Regions from separate parts of the Mus musculus genome. Here region 2 is linked to region 1. A link is a contact called in public HiChIP or PLAC-seq data. All regions are on one chromosome and are shown on one strand. The core of a region is the stretch at or near the end of the contact, and the rest is flanking DNA. Distances in the headings are between cores, read along the strand shown.

Evidence for each region. HiChIP or PLAC-seq counts read pairs in DNA pulled down with a chosen protein or histone mark.
Region 2: a FOXA1 HiChIP or PLAC-seq map of pancreatic cancer cells shows a contact between it and region 1. The contact joins two enhancer-like sites. A contact is called at or near these places in 12 of 484 Hi-C or Micro-C datasets (the Ba/F3 cell line, CD8 T cells, embryonic stem cells and 2 more), 13 of 115 datasets of contacts at active chromatin or transcription factors (embryonic basal ganglia, embryonic limb bud, embryonic stem cells and 5 more) and 1 of 9 other capture datasets (embryonic stem cells).

What each region holds. Positions count from the first base shown.
Region 1 is chr2:75,761,031-75,765,502 of GRCm38.p6, forward strand. No RefSeq gene overlaps it. Among named protein-coding and RNA genes, the nearest start is that of Gm34657, 5.6 kb to the right of the region's middle. Within about 2 kb of position 2,536, at least 131 of the 459 cell types and tissues checked have an H3K27ac peak or open chromatin away from gene starts, as enhancers often do. A contact at or near this core is called in pancreatic cancer cells, where this site is marked.
Region 2 is chr2:75,957,092-75,961,916 of GRCm38.p6, forward strand. No RefSeq gene overlaps it. Among named protein-coding and RNA genes, the nearest start is that of Ttc30a2, 19 kb to the right of the region's middle. Within about 2 kb of position 2,955, at least 111 of the 459 cell types and tissues checked have an H3K27ac peak or open chromatin away from gene starts, as enhancers often do. A contact at or near this core is called in pancreatic cancer cells, where this site is marked.

The DNA.
Region 1 (4,472 bases), core at 1,286-3,785:
GATGCTGGGGGAGAGTGTGGAGAGTGCAGAACTGCCTCTGGGAGCTAGTATGCATTTGAAAACCAGTTCAGGGGGTTGGGAGTATGCCTCGGAATCTTCTGTTGTTTCTTTCTGTGGTGTCTGGGATGGAATCTAGGCCTAAATTACCCCAGTCCATTGCTACACGGTGTAAGCTCTCACCCACCTTTGCCACACCCCTATGATAGATGTAGTTCACAGCAACTGGGAAGCTCAAAAGTGTGTTATCTGCTTTTCACTCTGCGTGGAACTCAACACCAGATGAATTATAAATTAAACTGTGAATAGTACAACAATAAAGAGCTTAATGAAATAGAGGTTTAATGAAACAATAAAGGGTTTAGTGAGAGAACAAAAGAATGTTCCCCAGCCCCCTGTGTCACTGAAGTTGGCAAAGATGTTTTTAAAGTAGACAAAGGTAAAAAAAAAAAAAAATGAATCAGAGATCAACAAGGAAAAAAAAATCAGCACACTGATAGACCATCAACCAAAAACCTTGAAGAAGGCAGGCATCCAGGGGCTAATAAGCCTATGAAAAAGTATCGTCTTTCTTAGAAGAGATGAGAAAGTTGGAGCCAAACTATATCTGATCTTAAATTACATTTATCTATGTGTTGTGTGTTTCAGGGGTCATTTCTCACCCTCCGACTGTGTGGAATCTGGGCATCGAACTCAGGTCATGAGGCTTGACAGCAAGTACCTTTACCCACCGAGCCATCTTGCTGGCCCCAGTTCAGATAGCTTTACTGGGAAACTCCAAAGATGAATAACACTTGAACGAATAAGCTTAAAATTGCATGTCATTCTGAATAGCCTGATAAAAATCTCAGCAGGGCCCTACTCTGCTGCTTCTGGGATGGGAAGCGTGCCATGCCGCTTGCCGATGCTCGTCACCCGTGTCCAACCTAGTAACTGCATCCAGGGAGCCATGTCACTTGAATTCAAGTGGTCCATATTGTATTTAATAGCAGTTCCAGAGCAAGAGAGCAGTGAACCCTGCAAGCTGAACATGCCAAAGAGCAGCAATGAAGTAATCTCTCTCCCTCCTTCCCCTATCTCCTTTCCTCTTTCCTTCTGAAATAGCTTCTCTTGTACCTCAGTCTTGTAGTGTAGCCAAGAATGATCTTGAAGGCAATCCTTCTGCCTCTCATCCTCAAGTGCTCAGATGGCAGGCACTCACAACCACACCCACTCTATGTGATGCTCGGGACCAAACCCAAGGCTTTGTTTCTGCCAGGGAGGCGCTCTCTACAGATGGAGCTACCCCATCAGCTTTGTGAAGTATGTTCTTTACACAAAAAGGGAAACGTTCTTGACTTAAGAAAAAGAAAATGAATGGATTCTGACGTTGCTCTGATCCACTGTGATCGGATCTTCTTACTTAGAAATGGAGTGTCCGGCTTTCCAAGTCTGGCTCATTTCATGTAACATGATGATATCTGGTTATACCCATTTGTTGGTAGATAGGATCTGGGGCTTTCCCCCTGGAATAATACTCCACGGGGTGGATAGATTACGTTTTTCTTAATCCGTTCTTCCGTTGATGGATATCCAGGCTGATTTCACAACTCTGAGTATTGTGATAACCACTGGTGTGCAAATGTTTTTGGTGACACTCATACACAGATTCCTTTAGGTATCTAAAGAAATTGGCCAGCTGGATCATATAACAAGGTCTTTGTTTTGTGGCTGGACTACCTTACTTTGCCACCAACAACGTGTAAGGCATCTCTTCCTATATCTGTTCTAACATTTTCTGTTTGTTTTCTGTTTGATAGTCACTCTGACTGGGTAAAATGGAAAAACAGTGTAGTTTTGATCTCAAGTTTCCCGATGACTAAGGACATTAATTTTTTTGTATATATTTATTGGCAGTTCTTTTGGGCACTATCTATTCATCTCACCTTTGCATTTATTGGTTATATTACTTGTTGTTAGGTGGTGGATATTGAATCGAGGGCTTTAGTTCTACCACTGAGCCTCACTCCGGCTTAGAAAGGAGTGTGCAGTGGCTTCTGGAGTTGCTGATAGCATCCATTTCCTTTGCTGGGGGCTGGCTCCATAGGGGTTTGCATATGAAAATCCACCAATCTCCTCCACTATGATTTGAATATTTGTATGTGCGGATGGTCTACCTCAGTGCAAAGCGATTTGCAGTTAAAACAAGAGCAGTGCCGTTCTTACACCGTCCTGCCTAGAGAATTCCACATGTAACTAAGGCCAGCCAGATGGAATGATGGGAGATTTGGAAGGCCAAAGGGAGATGAGAGGTGTTTCCCCTGTCTGTGAGGGTGCTGAGGAGCTTGCTATGTGAAACGGGATTTTCCCAGTCTACCAACACCATTGGGGATAAGTGGTGGTGATGTCAGCAGTGACTGTGGAGAGCTTCTTGACCTCTTGAATGTAACCATGTGGTCTGAACAGGAAGCATGACCGCAGCCTTCTGACTTCTGCTCTCCCAGCCCTTCCTGAGGTTTCCTGAGCACATGATTGCTGGTATTCACTGGCAGCTGTGGTGTGTGTGCAGCCCACAAGCTGATAGGCAGCTAGCTAGTAGGCGTGGTGCTTGGTGTGAACTAAGACTCTCTTGGAAAGGGAATGATCACCTGCAGTTCTACCAGGTAGAGCCATTGCTTTTCTAGAGAAAATTAGGCTTTAGAGCTAGCCTAAATCTACCTGATGTACCGTACAGCCACCTACATGACAAGGTCTGCTGGTTTCTGCTGCCACTCAACAGCAATTCTGAGACCATCATTTTTGTTCTCTACAGAGGTAACTGGATGAGTCTTTTTGCTTTAGTCTACATGTCCTGCATGTCTTTCCACTTGTGGGCATTTGAATAAAGGATTCATAGAAGAGCTGTAGGGGGCCCTCCAGAGATGAACACACAGACATCAGCCAAATGGAATTCTTTATTCCAACTGCGACTCTACTTCTGTATTCAGGACTGAAGTGTAATGCATCGTGTTTAGAGAAAGGGGTTTTTGAAGGCAAAAACCACATCTTGGAATCTCGCATGGCAGCTGCAGGGAAGGTTTTGCAAAAGCAAACCGTTTAACAGAAGTCAAGCTAAGCAATTAGCTGGGTGAGGGGGCTCTGCATAAACAGGTAGCATAACAGAAGCCAAAGTAAGCTATCTGGGACATTATTGACCTCAAGTTCCTAGAATAGAGTTGGACAATTTTCCATGAAAGGGTTCTCATGAAGAAGGTAAAATTCTACTCAAACCTAAAATGTCCTCAGCAAGAAAACAAGATGGAGGAACCTCTGCACTGTCTTGCTCAGTCACATAAGGACTTCCTATTCTGGTAGGATTAGTATCCCTTCCTTTTGGTCATCTTACTTGATTACTTTAGCAAAGCCCTTTATTTTACTCAAGGCTAGCTTATGACCCCAGCCCAGTATCGCATCATCATTGGCCGAGACTTCCAAAGATCAAAGCAGATTGGTAAAAGACAGAAAACGAAAACTTGTAAGCCTAAGGCATCTATATCCAGCTTTCTTGGAACACCTAGCATTTAAACTCAGACATGAGCACTGAGAATCAGAAGCACAAAGACAAACTGATGTTTGAAGAGGAATTATTGAAGCGAGGAAGTACAGGATTCGTGTGCTTGTTAGGAAAAGTCTATATAGACCAAGGACCTGAGCCCAGAGGTGTTTGCAAGTCCTGGTTCTGTGCTCAATGCCTTCTGGTTTGCACAGACCCCCTACTCTAGGTGTGGCTCCTACCTGGCGACATCAGCACTCCAGGAGCTGCTTAATGTTGTAGGATCTTGGGTCCCAGACCTTATCAAAATGGAGCCCACATTTTAACATGACCTCTACAGGTAAATTGCATGTATGATACAATTTGAGGACTAGAGCTGAGTAGATGGTTTAGTCAGTAAAGTCTTGGCATGTAAGAATGAAAACCTGAGTTCAATTCTCAGAGTAGGCACATACAGAGATAGACAGACAGAAGACACACACACACACACACACACACACACACACACACACACACACGCATGAATGCATGCACATACTCACACGCACAGTGACGAGCACCATTAAAAGCTCCTTTTATTTTGTTTAGCAGCGAAATTATATTCATAGAAAGCCTGATCTCTCTAAGGCAAGGCCTAAATTATTTCAGGTCTTAAAATAGGAGATCGTATGAAGAGCTATCGTAAACAAGAAGAGCAACTCTCTCTAAGGACCTCTGGAGGAAGGGTATCTGTTGGAGCACTGCTCATTTTTCCTATAGCCATTCCAATTTCAATCTACTAGAAAATTAAAGGCCTATTTCCCGGTAGCATGTCCTTCAAAAAGTAAGTTCAACAAAGCAAAAGTATTTAAGTCAATATTTAAATTATTCAGTTATCAGTCATTTAATTTTCAGTTACATAAAGATAATTACACTAGAACCCACCTTATTCACTCCGCCCTGAGAAAATGAGGGGATGTTGTAA
Region 2 (4,825 bases), core at 1,705-4,204, 200 kb after region 1:
ATTGTAGTTTCCAGAGACCTGGTCTTCAGGTTTACAAGGTACAAAACCATCTGTGGCCAACAACAACAACAACAACAACAACAACAACCCCCCAAACCAAAGCCAAGCAAACAAACAAAAACCAAGACAAAACAACAACAAAACTCCCAGCAGCATATGAATATGTAGAGATGGGTATGGGTATGCTTTTCTTCTTCCACTATTCAATTACATGCCTGTGACATGATTTTGAAATGCTCTATTCAGATAAAGACTTCTCACTGTTTCCAATTACTCCCAACAATGGGCACAGAGCATTTAACCTCTCTCTTTCTGTACAAACGACAGAGCTACACTGAGCCACTGTAATCAGCTTTCAGTGGTCTTTGTCATGATGCAGTCTGCCAACTGTGATTCCAAGATGAGAACGCTGGCCCAGCTGACTCGGAATACGCATGTTTCAGCACCTATTTAAAGCACAGTCACACACCGACACGCCTTTATGGAAGCACACGGATGTCATTACTGCTCTCGAATTTTGGCTTGGAAAGGAAACATAGCCATTAACCACCTGAGATCTCAGTGGACAAAGAACACCATAAAATTTTATGACGGTGAGACAGGAGGTTGACAATGTATGCATCACTGTAAACTGGAGAAGTTCTGTCAGAGTTGATGAATACAGGTTAGTTACTACCCGTGAGGGAAGACTCCGTTTGTTCTGAGAAATGTTGTAGGATCTGTGCAAACAGCAGGTGCTGTGTCTTTGGTCTTCATCCTACTGTGTTTGGACAATGCCAACAGGACTTCCTACACACTGTCTGTGCATCCATGGTGCACTGTGTTATATGTATTTTAGATCTCTGTGACCAGCAGCAAAAAGGCTCTTTTAGTTATTGCTGTCTTGTTTTGTTTGAGACAGGGTTTTTGTCACCTCGGTTCACCTTGAACAGGCCAGGTTTATAGGCGTGTGCCACCATGCCAAGTAAAACTTGAAGGCATCTATCAGTGTCTCTCATGCTCTGACTTATATTTATGGAACAAATACCACTCGGGCTGGGGAGAGGAAGTGTTTTAACACTGGGAACCAAGCTGAGATCCAGAAGTTCTGAATGAAACCAAATGTTTTGGATGACAATTTCAGGTTTTTTTTTTTTTTTTTTTTTTTTTTTTTTTTTTTTTTTTTTATTAAAGCTTGCTCTCTTGGGGGCCATAGACACCACAGATGAAAACTTCTCTGCTATGTTTAGCTGCTGTTAGTCAAAGTACTGAGTACCTTTTTATGTTTTTAGAATTTCCTAAACGGCTTAAAAGCAAAGATAATGGAAGAGGGCAATATATTTCCCTTTATTAACGTAGCTGCATTTCCAGAGATATTTCTTTTCAAATAGCTCATGAAAGGACTTGCTCAGGATTGTCATAGCAATAAAGAATCTCGAGCATGGATCCATCAGCTACCCTCTAGGTGTCCGGCCTTTGACTGATGCTATCACCTTCACAGGTCTGTGTTTCTTCTGGACAAAACAAAAGGCAGGGAGCCACTACCCTCCTCTGACAAGTGGAAGAAAACTCTGCAGAAAATCAGGGCTCTTACAGCGGGAAATGCCTGATGTCATATATTTTCCTTAATAAAGACTAAGCTGGCCGTCCACTAAACCAATCTGAGAATGTGACCTGTAACTCACAGTCTTAATTACAAAGAGGCAACGTGAATAGGTTCATTAATGTGGTGAAGGAGCAGCGACCCTACCTGCCAAGTGGCAAGGTGGGAATAATTAATCTGGTCAATTAAAAGGAAATAGATAATTTAAAATGCAAAGGCATCCATGTGGCGCAATGCATTCTGCTCTCTGGAATTCCAGATTCCTGCCATCAATTCTACTCTTCTTCGTAATTTCCTTCATCTTTTGCTTTTGAAAAATGTGTCAGGCCACACTTGAATCAAATAGAAAACTCCTTCTGTTCTTAAAATTATGACCCGTTTCTGTCTTGTATTCTAAAATATTTATCCATTCTAGCATGTATTCTAGAAATGCACCCCCCACCCCGGGACTACTGAGTCCCCAGCCACACCACAGCAGTGGTCTCCCCCCCCCCCCCCCATCTTGTAGGGCTATTATAGTTTACTTTCCCTTCAAGATTGTTTGCCTATTTTTTTCTGCGGAATTTTCATACTTTAAAATTGCTAGAGTCTGAGCCACCCTGTCTGGCTTATCTAATCCCATTTATGATCCTATAACCTTGAAACTTGCCACAACCTGGCGTGCCAACAGCAGATCCTAAATACATAGGGTGGTGTGTTTGCTTTGTGGAACAGGAAATTAGTCAAACGGTTACTTTTCCGCAAATGTTCATAATTCCTCGTGACATTTACAAGCCCAGGAGTAGTGCTTAGACGCAAAAACAATTTCAGAACACCTCAGGGAGAAGCGAGCGGTTATCAACAGCAAGGCCGCTGCACTTTAGTGTTCGTAAGCGTCCATCAAGGGCTTGGCTGCAGCGCCAAGGAGAATCCACAGGTGCCAACTCTGCCGCCAGCCAGCATGGGTTAATGCGACCTTGCTGTGTGAAGTCCAAAGAGAAAAGAATGTATCAGTGTCTTAATCCTTCTCAGCTGGTGCAAGCCCAGGCCCGGGGCAGACGTTTATACCACTGCCTTTGTGATCACAGTAAAGCTTAAAAAAAAAAAAAAAAAGGGAGCAACATCTGGGGTTTTCAGTCCGCTCAAAGGAAGGCTTTTTATGGTGAGAATCTGAGTTGTTCCAGTCGCTAAAGAAGGGAAATTCTCATCTAAAAGAACAACAAAAACCCAACTCAAACGCTTTGGTGGTAAAGTACAAGGCGATAAGGTCTCTGTTTCCTAGGTGTTAGACTTGGCAAGCCAGACAGCGCCAGGGTGGAGTGGAGATTGCGCTGGCCGAGCTCAGACTCAGTGGTGCAGATTGTCGGCTCTGCAGGAGGCCCGCAGCGGCCATATGTGCGGAGCTGAGTGAGATGGGATAAACAGCTGCTGCCAGGAGTCTGACGCCTGGCAAGCAGGCTGGCCCAAGCCCTCCTGTTTCCAAAATCAAAATCACCAGAGGGATTCCCCTTCCTGCAGTTCCAGCCAGTAGTTTTATAAAACCATAAAGCACCGCTGTATTGTGGTTTGTAATAATCCCTTACATTTGTAAAGCATTTTACAGTTTACTAAGCACTTTACAGACGTTATTTCATTTGAGCCTTCTAACGGCCCTGGAGAGCAGCAAGGCGCAGACACAGCGATTGGCTATCCAAAGATGGAGAAAGGGAGTCCCAGACAAGGATGCCACGAACTGGGTGTGTCACTTTGGCCATTGTCTCCTCACATCTGACCTGGAGCTGCCCATGGATATGCGCTCCACCACCCTCCCCCTACCGCCCCCTTTTGGGAACTTGGAGGTCCAGGAAGTGATCGCAGCTAAAGTTATTGTGTGACTCCATTTGTTTTTCTTTTGTGTAAGCATCAGAGGCTCTGCCCTGGGTCTTTCCTTTTAAGACAGCAGGGGAAGGAAGAAAGTTGGAAGGAGCTAGCAAGGAGTCAAGAGGCGCGGGGCATGCTGGGTGCAGGATCCTAAGTGCAAGGGACTTCAGAGCTGCTGGGTTCTCAAGTCAGCACCGCACTGCAAAGATCAGCAGAGATGACCTTCGCACAGAGGAAATGATTCACTGTCCCTTTGTTCTCCAAGGCTGTCACCAAAGCACACTGCAGAGAAACAGGCCCTTGACCTGGAAATCTCTGGGCTTGCTCTCATGTGTCACCAGACTTACTGAAAAACTCCACAGGGACATGTACTGAGATTCCCCCCTGACCGGTGAACAAACGGAGTGTGAACCCAAGCTTGTTCAAGCCTCTGAGATGGAAGAAGGCATGGTAGACTCTGCAGCTCTTAGCTGCCATGACCCTTCCTAAAGCAATCAGGGGGCGAGGAACGCTACACATTTTGGCTTTAGTGTCTTTACATCAATTGATGCCAGCACAAGACTTGTACCAGGCAAAGTTAAGTAGGCGTGAGGATTTTTTTCAAGGCTGTTGCAGTTGGTGAGAGGCCAGAACTCAGTCTGGATTCAACTCTGCTGAAGCGGGGATAGGATTTTTAAGCAGTGGGGTGAGAAGGAGATTGAGCCGTCTGTTTGTTAAGTGGCTTCAGCCAAAGGAAGCCACCTTCTCATGTCTTCTCAACAGATGGTAGTCCCACTATTTTGATGCCAGGAAAGTTGGGCTCCCCTCCCCACACCACAGAATAGGGTACGGGGTTCAGATGTAAGAAGGATGGTCTCTCCTTTGATGATTGTGTTTCAAGCTGTCACGCCTATGTCCTTGAGAAGACATTCTTGGGTTATAAAAACAAGCAAGAGACTTTAAAAATGATTTAAATTATCCCGTGTCAGGATTTAGAACGGGAGCAAACAAACAAACAGCCCGGGTGACGTTTAGCCATGCTGAGGTGTTTCAGAGCATGGATGTAGGTCTGAAGAGTGCCCGTTTAGAAGCTGGAGAGATGGCTTAGTGGTTAGGAACACTGGCTGCTCTTCCAGCTCTGTTCCTAGCATCCGCATGGTAGCTAGTAACCATCTGTAATCCACTTCCGGGAGATCTGACGCCCTTTTGTGGCCTTTGACTGAACTTCATACATGTGGGGTACAGATATAAATGCGGTCAAAACATCCGTATACATCAAAATAATTATCTACTAAAAAAAGAAAGAGAGAGATCTTTTCATAGAACTCCTCTGACAGTGCATAGAAGCAATACAGTGTCCACCCAGAGGATCTTTGTCTTCAGGAAGGATTACACAGCAGAGGTAAAGTCAAAACACTAAGTAAT